Linked DNA regions of Sus scrofa: regions 1 and 3 are each linked to region 2. Evidence: chromatin contacts called from public Hi-C and HiChIP or PLAC-seq data. All regions are on one chromosome and are shown on one strand. The core of a region is the stretch at or near the end of the contact, and the rest is flanking DNA. Distances in the headings are between cores, read along the strand shown.

What was found. A called contact is a pair of places that touch in the nucleus more often than the background predicts. HiChIP or PLAC-seq counts read pairs in DNA pulled down with a chosen protein or histone mark.
Region 1: an H3K27ac HiChIP or PLAC-seq map of alveolar macrophages shows a contact between it and region 2. The contact joins the enhancer-like site here to the promoter of GMCL1 in region 2. A contact is called at or near these places in 17 of 47 Hi-C or Micro-C datasets (adipose tissue, alveolar macrophages, blood and 9 more) and 2 of 2 datasets of contacts at active chromatin or transcription factors (alveolar macrophages and skeletal muscle).
Region 3: a Hi-C map of epiblast stem cells shows a contact between it and region 2, with 2.0 times the contacts expected there. The contact joins the enhancer-like site here to the promoter of GMCL1 in region 2. A contact is called at or near these places in 1 of 5 promoter capture datasets (liver), 20 of 47 Hi-C or Micro-C datasets (adipose tissue, alveolar macrophages, blood and 10 more) and 2 of 2 datasets of contacts at active chromatin or transcription factors (alveolar macrophages and skeletal muscle).

The regions. Positions count from the first base shown.
Region 1 is chr3:72,710,433-72,713,132 of Sscrofa11.1, forward strand. No RefSeq gene overlaps it. Among named protein-coding and RNA genes, the nearest start is that of ANXA4, 57 kb to the left of the region's middle. Within about 2 kb of position 1,284, at least 4 of the 83 cell types and tissues checked have an H3K27ac peak or open chromatin away from gene starts, as enhancers often do. A contact at or near this core is called in alveolar macrophages, where this site is marked.
Region 2 is chr3:72,618,365-72,621,064 of Sscrofa11.1, forward strand. It overlaps GMCL1 (germ cell-less protein-like 1), which reads right to left and starts at 1,332. Exons shown (of 15, transcript XM_021088403.1): 1 at 814-1,332. The coding sequence starts at 1,073.
Region 3 is chr3:72,692,934-72,695,633 of Sscrofa11.1, forward strand. No RefSeq gene overlaps it. Among named protein-coding and RNA genes, the nearest start is that of ANXA4, 40 kb to the left of the region's middle. Within about 2 kb of position 1,303, at least 60 of the 83 cell types and tissues checked have an H3K27ac peak or open chromatin away from gene starts, as enhancers often do. A contact at or near this core is called in adipose tissue, alveolar macrophages, epiblast stem cells and 7 more, where this site is marked.

The sequences.
Region 1 (2,700 bases), core at 34-2,533, 92 kb after region 2:
CCACGGCATATGGAGGTTCCCAGGCTAGGGGTCGAATCAGAGCTGTAGCCACTAGCCTATGCCACAGCCACAGCAATGCGGGTTCTGAGCTGCGTCTGCAAACCTACACCACAGCTCATGGCAACGCCGGATCCTTAACCCACTGAGCAAGGCCAGGGATCCAACCTGCAACCTCTTGGTTCCTAGTCGGATTCATTAACCACTGAGCCATGACGGGAACTCCAAGAATCGGTTCTTAAATGCCACTTCTTTCTTAAAAATAAATGGCTGCATGATTTTACCAGGAAAATACAAAAGATAAGGCTGTGAGTAATTAAGAGTTGCATTTAGCATCTTTTAGTGCACATTATCCTCAAGGTCACGTACTCCCCACTCAACGTACTGTTTGTTCTCTGCTTGGCTTTAAGTCTTCTTCTAGTCATGAGTATTGACTTTTTTTTGGCACCAAGCCACAGCAGCAACCCAAGCCAAGCAGGGAACTCCCCAGATTGACTTTGAAGGCAGATTGAAGACCTTATCATCATAATGGAAATATTCAAAACCCTAATTAGGTGGTAGTTACACTGGTGTATACATTTGTTAAAACACACCGAAGATTACAGTTAAAAATTGTACCTTTAAGTATAATGTAAATTATGCCCCAGTTAAAAGAGAAGAATGCTAAAATGATTATTTGCTATTGATGGAGTCAGAATTTATGAAACCAACAGCCCATGATGTTATCAATAAGGCCTTGTAGTATTCCTCAGAAATACTAGTTTTCAAGGAACTGAATTCCCTGTGTCTTGACCTGTGACTCCTGAATTAAAACATCTGCAGGAGTTCCCGTTGTGGCTCAGTAACAACCTATTAGTATCTGTGCGGACATGTGTTCCATCCCTGGCCTTGCTCAGTGGGTTAAGGATCTGGCATTGCCGTGAGCTGTGGTATAGGTTGCAGATGCGGCTCGGATCCCGAGTTGCTGTGGCTGTGGTGTAGGCTGGCAGCCTTAGCTCCTATTGGACCCCACAGAAGCAAGGGGGAAATAAGCTTATCTTTGCCTGGGAACATCCATATGCCACTGGTGCAGCCCTAAAGAAAAAAAAAAAAAAAAAAAAAAAGGAAAAAAAACCCAAAACATCTGCAGATGGAAACATTCAGATGAACAAGAAAATTGAAAAGGCTCTATAAGAGCTTGGTGAGGACTGTGAAACTGATTTCCATTTCATAAAATTACCTGAGTAGTCTCTTTCTAGTACCTGGGAGAGGTTGCCATCTAGTGGCAGGAAAAGCAACATCAGGGCCACAGAAGCAAGGGGGAAATAAGCTTATCTTTGCCTTTTTACAGAACTCAGAAGGTTTCCTGTAAGAGGATAATTCTCCGTCTGTGGTTTGCCAGTGTGTTACTCACCCACCAAAGGGCTTGAAAAGATCCTCTAAAAGGATGTTTTGAAGCTGAAGAGAATTGAAGGAGCTCTTTTGAAGGGATGGCCAGGAAGACTCTCAGGAATGACTCTTCCCCCAGCACAGTGATGACAGCCAAGGACAAAGGACTGCAATTAACCTCTCTTCACTGATGCATTTGTGCCAAATTAGAAAAAAAAAAGAAGAAAGGCTTTTGTGTCTGGGTGGACAAAGCCCTGGGGTGCCCAGCTTTGTAAGTGGCATATAGCCCTCCTCACCACCTCTGCCAGGACAACCCGCACAGCCAAGACTGCAGCCCTAATGTGGCAATAGAACCTTCTCCTGGCACCTCAGATGCGCACAGAAAACACCAAAACCCAAAAGTTGGGGCAGAAGGTGGGCACATTTCACCTTCATATGTTTCCTTAAGGTACTTGGGTAGCTACTGTTACATGTGAATTTCAGTTTTCTCCTCAACAGGCATTATCAATGCTAGCTTTCTATTCCGGCCTCAGCGTTTCCAGGTGAAATGGAAAACATGCTGGGAGCCTCTAAGGTAGTGTCTTTGCTTTTGTCATGAGAGACTGGACTATGGAATTGGACAATCCGAAAGTTATAGGTAAAGGCCTAGGAAATGTTATACTTTAAAATTCCTGGATACAGACAAAAGACTCATTGACGAATAAGACAGTGGGGATGTTTATTCCTATAGCAAACATTCCATAAGCACCCTGGTCTGAGATGCTGGGTTAGGGAAGAGTTGCCATGGTGTCTAGAACAAGCGCCCCTCTGCCTGGCAGACAGACAGACACAGATAAACAGATATACGCATGAATGCACACTCTCTAGAAAATTCCTTCTGCCAAGTTCACGATTCCACAATAATCTCTGTGAAGACCTTGACTTCCCTCTGCATTTAGGAGTTTCTTCATAATATTTCACAAGTGCAACTTTTATCACATTTTGTTTTAACGGCTTCTTTTTATTTGTTTATATTTATTTGTTTTATTAGCTTTCCTCTTCCACCAATGAACTTTGGCTCCTTGACTTCCTATTTGTCCTTTGTTTTCTACTTCATTAATTTCTGCTTTTATTCTTATTATTTTTATTATATTTTAGGTTTGCTCTGTTCTTCTTCTGTTGGCTCCAGCTGGACTCTAATCCATTTATTTACTTATTCGTTTTTAGTATGGTAACAATACATAATGAAAAATGTGCCAAACTAACCTCTTTTTTTGGTCTTTTTAGGGCTGCACCCACGGCATATGGAGGCTCCAAGGCCAGGGGTCCAATCAGAGCTGTAGCCGCTGGCTTATG
Region 2 (2,700 bases), core at 82-2,581:
CAGAAAGTACCTATGATTCTCTTATTTTACAATAAATATGTAATGTGTGTAGCATAAAATTTTTGAATCTTTTAAAGTTTCATTAAAAAATTACACCTATGTGTCCCACTGATGACCTAAAACCAGAAACAAACACAGAGCAACCAGATTGTGAAAATATATTCGACTTACAAACTACATTTTAGTTCACAAGTAACTATTCCGTTTTTCAATTCTTCTAAAAAAGGTTAAGCAAGGTGCCTTACACATACCCACGGTCAATGACTTCTGAGTACTAAAGACGGTGAAAGACTTTGTTCCTAGTGAAGAACAAACGTACCCACTCTTGATAAATTTCCTCTTTACCGTTGAGGAGAGCTTCTGAGTGTCATTTCCCCTCCATTGTGTGGACAACATGGGTGCCCGTTTCAGAGACTTAAATTTACGTGTTTTGTACTATTTAAGGCAGCTGGATGCAAAACAATTTATTCATCTGCCATCCACTCTGAGAGAAGCGAGGTGTACGACCAAAGGCCAGCCCTATCTGAGGTTTAATAAGGCGCAAGCTCAGGTTTGGCGTTTCTTAGCCTCAAGCTAGGGCTGTAATACTACCCTGGCAACGTCCGAGGTTTACAATTCACAATACCCGGCGTCTCCCCAGGTGTTCCCCATCCTCCCAGACCCCAACCGGTCCCACCTTTACCCTATCAAGAGCACGTCCGCTCTTCACGGGCTAGGGGGCGCCGCACTCCCCGAAATCTCCCCGGTGCCGGGCTCATCCCCACACTCCGCCACGGAAGCCGCCCAACAGGTGTGGGGGCGTCCCCCACGTACCTTCGAGGGGTGTTGAGGAGCCGCTGCTGCTCGTCCCCCTCCTCCTCATCCTCGTCTGTCTCGGAGTCGGGGTGACAGTAGCAAAAAGCCCCGCTGCTCCTCTTGCGCTTGCGGCTGCCCGGACAGTAACAGAAGCCGTGGCCGGCCGCGTCGCCCCCAGTCTCCGGCCTCCGGGCCGAGGCCCCCGTCCCAGAACCCGGCTCCTGCTGGGGTCCGGCTCGCCCCGGGTGGCGCAGCACTCGGCTGCTCAGCGAGCCCATGAGTCACAGCTCCCCAGGACTTCAGGGAGCGCACCTCAGGGAGCCCAACCGAGACAGACTCCCGCCATGGCCTGGCCGCTGCTGCGGGCCTCCACGTAGCCTAGACGCCTACACCGCCACCTTCTCACGCGCAGCCCCGACCGTTGCAGCGGACACTACCGCCTCCATCCTCCGCCCCGCCCGCAGCGTCTGGCCGCGCAGTGCGCACGGACCGCAGGACCTCGCCCCCAGCTTTCGCAACAAAGCGCGGACCCGACAGCGCACGCGCACGGCGAGCCTCCGGAAGGGGTGGGGAAGCTCGTGTGCGTCGCGGGTGGAGCATGCGCAGAACGGGATGAGGGTGGGCGATGGGGCTTGTGTACGTGGGTTGGCCCCTTCTACCCTGAAGTGTTCTGGGGTCCTGTGCACACTGAGTCGGGGGAGACCTAGCCTTTAGCGTTACTTCGTAGATCCTTTTGTTTTAGTGCGACCCGCGACTCCAGCTCATTTGTTCTTTCTGCAAAGGTTCCTTAAGCTCCAGAAGTCTACTGAACAAGCGGCAAAAAAGACGTTGCTGTTTGGGGGTCTTTGGAGGAATTTACAACGTAATAGGGCCACGCCCTGCGCACGCTTTCGTAGTGAGAGGGACCTGGAATGTGGAGCTTTGCCAGACGGTTGGGTTTTTTAAGCAGCACCTCTCCGCTTTCCTTGACTGATTATGGTAGCCAATGCCTGCACTCTTTTCCTTCCCTGCTAGTGGCAGTGGGATGTCTAAATAGAATCTGTACCGGGGCTATCAGGGCTTAAAGTGCCTTCTGGAGGCCCAAGCAAAATTTTACAAGTGTCTGAGCAAAAATTACAGGTATATGCCTCGAGTACGCAGCTATCGCTGGGACCCTGGACAGTCAGCTTCAATACCTGATTCTCTTCTGCCACATTTTAAATATTTGTTTTTGTCTTTTCTAGGGCTGCACCCACCGCATATGGAGGTTCCCAGGCTAGGAGTCTCCTCGGAGCTGTAGCGCCGGCCTAAGCAACGTGGGACCTGAGACAACTCTGCGACCTACACCACAGCTCACAGCAACACGGGATCCTTAACCCACTAAGCGAGGCCAGGGATCGACACTGAAACTTTGTGGTTTCTAGTAGGATTCGTTAACCACTGAGCCACCACTGGAACTCCCTAAATAAAATATAATGAATTACTCAAATAGGGTAGTATGTTAAATCCCTGTGGACCCACCACAAGTATGGTAACTTACATTTTAATAACTTTAATGTATTATACTTGCTTTGTTCATTCTTTTAACTAGAACCATGCAGACAGGCAGCAGCTCTCTCTCCATCTCAGTCTCTCTCCCTCCCCTGTAATGAGCACTATTCTCCTAATGGTGTGTATCATTATTCCCACACATGTTCTTATAACTGTATCCATAGCAATATATTTTCTTTAGCGCGTTTAGACATGTAATTAAATGGAATCAGTCATACCTGTCATTCTACACCTTCTCTCTCAAAATTATACTTCTGTGACTTGATCAATGGACAAATCTCTAAATTTTCATTGCTTGTTGTGTGACTAACTCAAAATTTATCCTTTCCCCCATTGAGGGAGTTAGGTTGTATCTACTTTAATGCTCTTATGGAG
Region 3 (2,700 bases), core at 53-2,552, 75 kb after region 2:
GCTGGTCCTGGGCGGGTCCTGGGCAGGCCCGGGGTGGCCATGGTTACCCATTTCCTTATTCTGTCCTTGTCCTCTGCTTCTTGCTTGTGTCCACCTCTGTCACCTGAGAATTCCCTGGCAACTAAAGAGCTAGGGCTTGGCTATGCAAGGAGGATTGGGGGGGGGGGGTTCCTAGAACTGATGGGCAATGAGATGGATCATTTAGAGGGGGACCCCAGTCATTTCACTGTCAGCCGAAGAGAGCAGATGCCCACTTTTTAGGCAAGCTGTGGGTTACTCCAGAGCCTAACAGCTCCAAGACTTGCATCAACTTGGGAAGCACTTAACGTTGGGTACATTGCTGAAAAGCAATAACCTCTTTGGTCCCAAGGTCTCCGGCTGGTCAAAGCCATAATTAAAAGAGTGAGGCTGTGTCACAGATCTCATAATAAAACAGATTCCCATGTGTCAGGCACTGTGCTGAGGGCCATTAGATACACGAGGAGAAAAGGGTAAGAAACTAGGAAAAGGAGTAAATTTCTTTTCTTTCTCTTTTTTTAAGGGCCACACTTGCAGCATATGTGAGTTTCCAGGTTAGGGGGTCTAATTGGAGCTACAGCTGCTGGCCTAAGCCACAGCCACAGCCACAGCCACACCAGATCCGAGGAGCGACTGCGACCTACATGTACCACAGCTCGAGACAACGCCAGATTCCAAACCCACTGAGCGAAGCCTTGGATCGAACCCGTGTCCTCATGGATACTCGTTGGGTTCGTTTCCGCTGAGCCACAACGGGGACTCCGTAAGTTTCTTAAAATGAGCAAAAAATAGAAGCGGGTGTTGGACTGAAACAGCTCCAAGGAGTATTACTTAATCCTTTCTTTGCAATGCCTAAACCCAGCACAATGCTTGGCACATAAACTCAATAAACTGCGATGGTCTCTGACCGGTGTATATCTTGAGCTGCCTAAACTGCTCTGGAGGTCCTTCTGGAAGGTGCCCGTGGATAAGGACGGTGTTTGCCTTCCTCTTGCTCACCTGGAGCGAGCCCCAGCCCGCTCCACCCAGGGCCGCCCGAGCCCCGCCCGCAGGCCAGCGGCGGGCACCCCCTCCCTGGCTTGGCGCCCGACTGGCCACCCCCGCCAGGCGCTCCGGGACTGCCGCGCCCCTTCCCGAGCCCGGGACCCCCGGCCCAGGACCCCCCTTACCCCTCAAGCCGAACCGAGACGGCGCTCGTTCTCTGCGGCCACGGAGAACACACCCTGGCGGGGCCGGGCAGCGGGTCTTATTCCAGGCGGGCCAGGCCCGCCCCGCTTCGGGGTGGAGACTGAGCCAGAGTTCCTGGTTGTCCCTCTGCCAGGACCGGAAAACCCTCCGCGGGCGAAGCGCACCTGGAGCCGGGGCCTGGGACGGCTGCAGGGGACGCCAGGGGTAGGGGGCTGCCCCCACCTAGTCCTCCGCCTGGATCCCAGCCTGCCCGACCCTCCCCGGTCCCCGCGAGGCCGAGCGGTCGAACTCTGGTGTCCGGTGCCCTGGCGCCACCACACCTCGGAAGGCCGCGCACTCGCCGTGCTCACGCCGCGGCGGGAGTCAAAGCCTCCTTCCCCGGACTCCGTTCTTCTTCACGCCGTGCTTGTGGCCTTAAAAGTGGAAAATGAAATCAGAAGGGCGCATTTCGTTTCACTCTTGACCTTGAAACATTAAATCCTCCAAAGTTCCCAGGAGTTTCATGTCTCCCTTAAGAAAAGCCGAATTCCCACTCCCTAGGGAAATCTTGGGTTTCGAGCGGTCCTTCATCTCTCTCTTCACCTCTAAATTAATTATCCGGGGTCGCTACTGGCCAGTAGCTCTGGGGTGTGGCCTTGAAGCTTAGCTCTCCCCTTGTAAGGCAGCCTTTATATCTTCCTACCGGCTTCCCCCATCCAAGCCCCTTAAAGCTCTTGAAGGCACTGACAGGGTCTAGGTGGTCTTCGGACCGACATCCACGACTGTTCTGCCACATGGCAAGTACTCAGTGAATGCTTGCGTAATAATCCCATTGAGTCTACAGGCGAATTCTGATTTCATCTAACAGCTTTGGGGAATGCGTTTTATATCCAAATGCAAGTGCGAGTACCCTTAGAGCTGGAGAGGTAATATTAAATAATTTTATTAAGATGCAGCTAAAGGTGGGAGTTCCCCGTCGTGGCTCAGCAGAAAGGAATCTGACTAGCATCCGTGAGGACGCAGGTTCCATCCCAGGCCTTGCTCAGTAGGTTAAGGATCCAATCCGGGGTTGCTGTAAGCTATGGTGTAGGTTGCAGACTTCTCTCAGATCTGGTGTGGCTGTGGCTCTGGCGTAGGCCAGCAGCTGCAGCTCTGATTGGACCCCTAGCCTGGGAACCTCCATATGCCGTGGGTAAGGCCCTAAAACGACCAAAAAAAAAAAAAAAAAAAAATTGCAGCTAAAGCAGGTGGTTTAATGTGGTTAAGAGCATGGGTTTGAGGATCGGGCTGATTTGGATTCTACACCTGGTTCTGCCTTTTCTCTGCTTGATAATTTTAAGTTTCTGAGCTTAGTTTATGATCTAACATGGAGGGAACAAAAGAAGACAGTGCGAAAAGAATGCAGTAAGAATAATTCGTTTCCTCAGAGGAATTAGAAAGACTATGGTAGTCTTTAAAAAATAAATAAAATAGGAGTTCCCTTGTAGCTCAGCTGATGAAGGATCTGGCATTGTC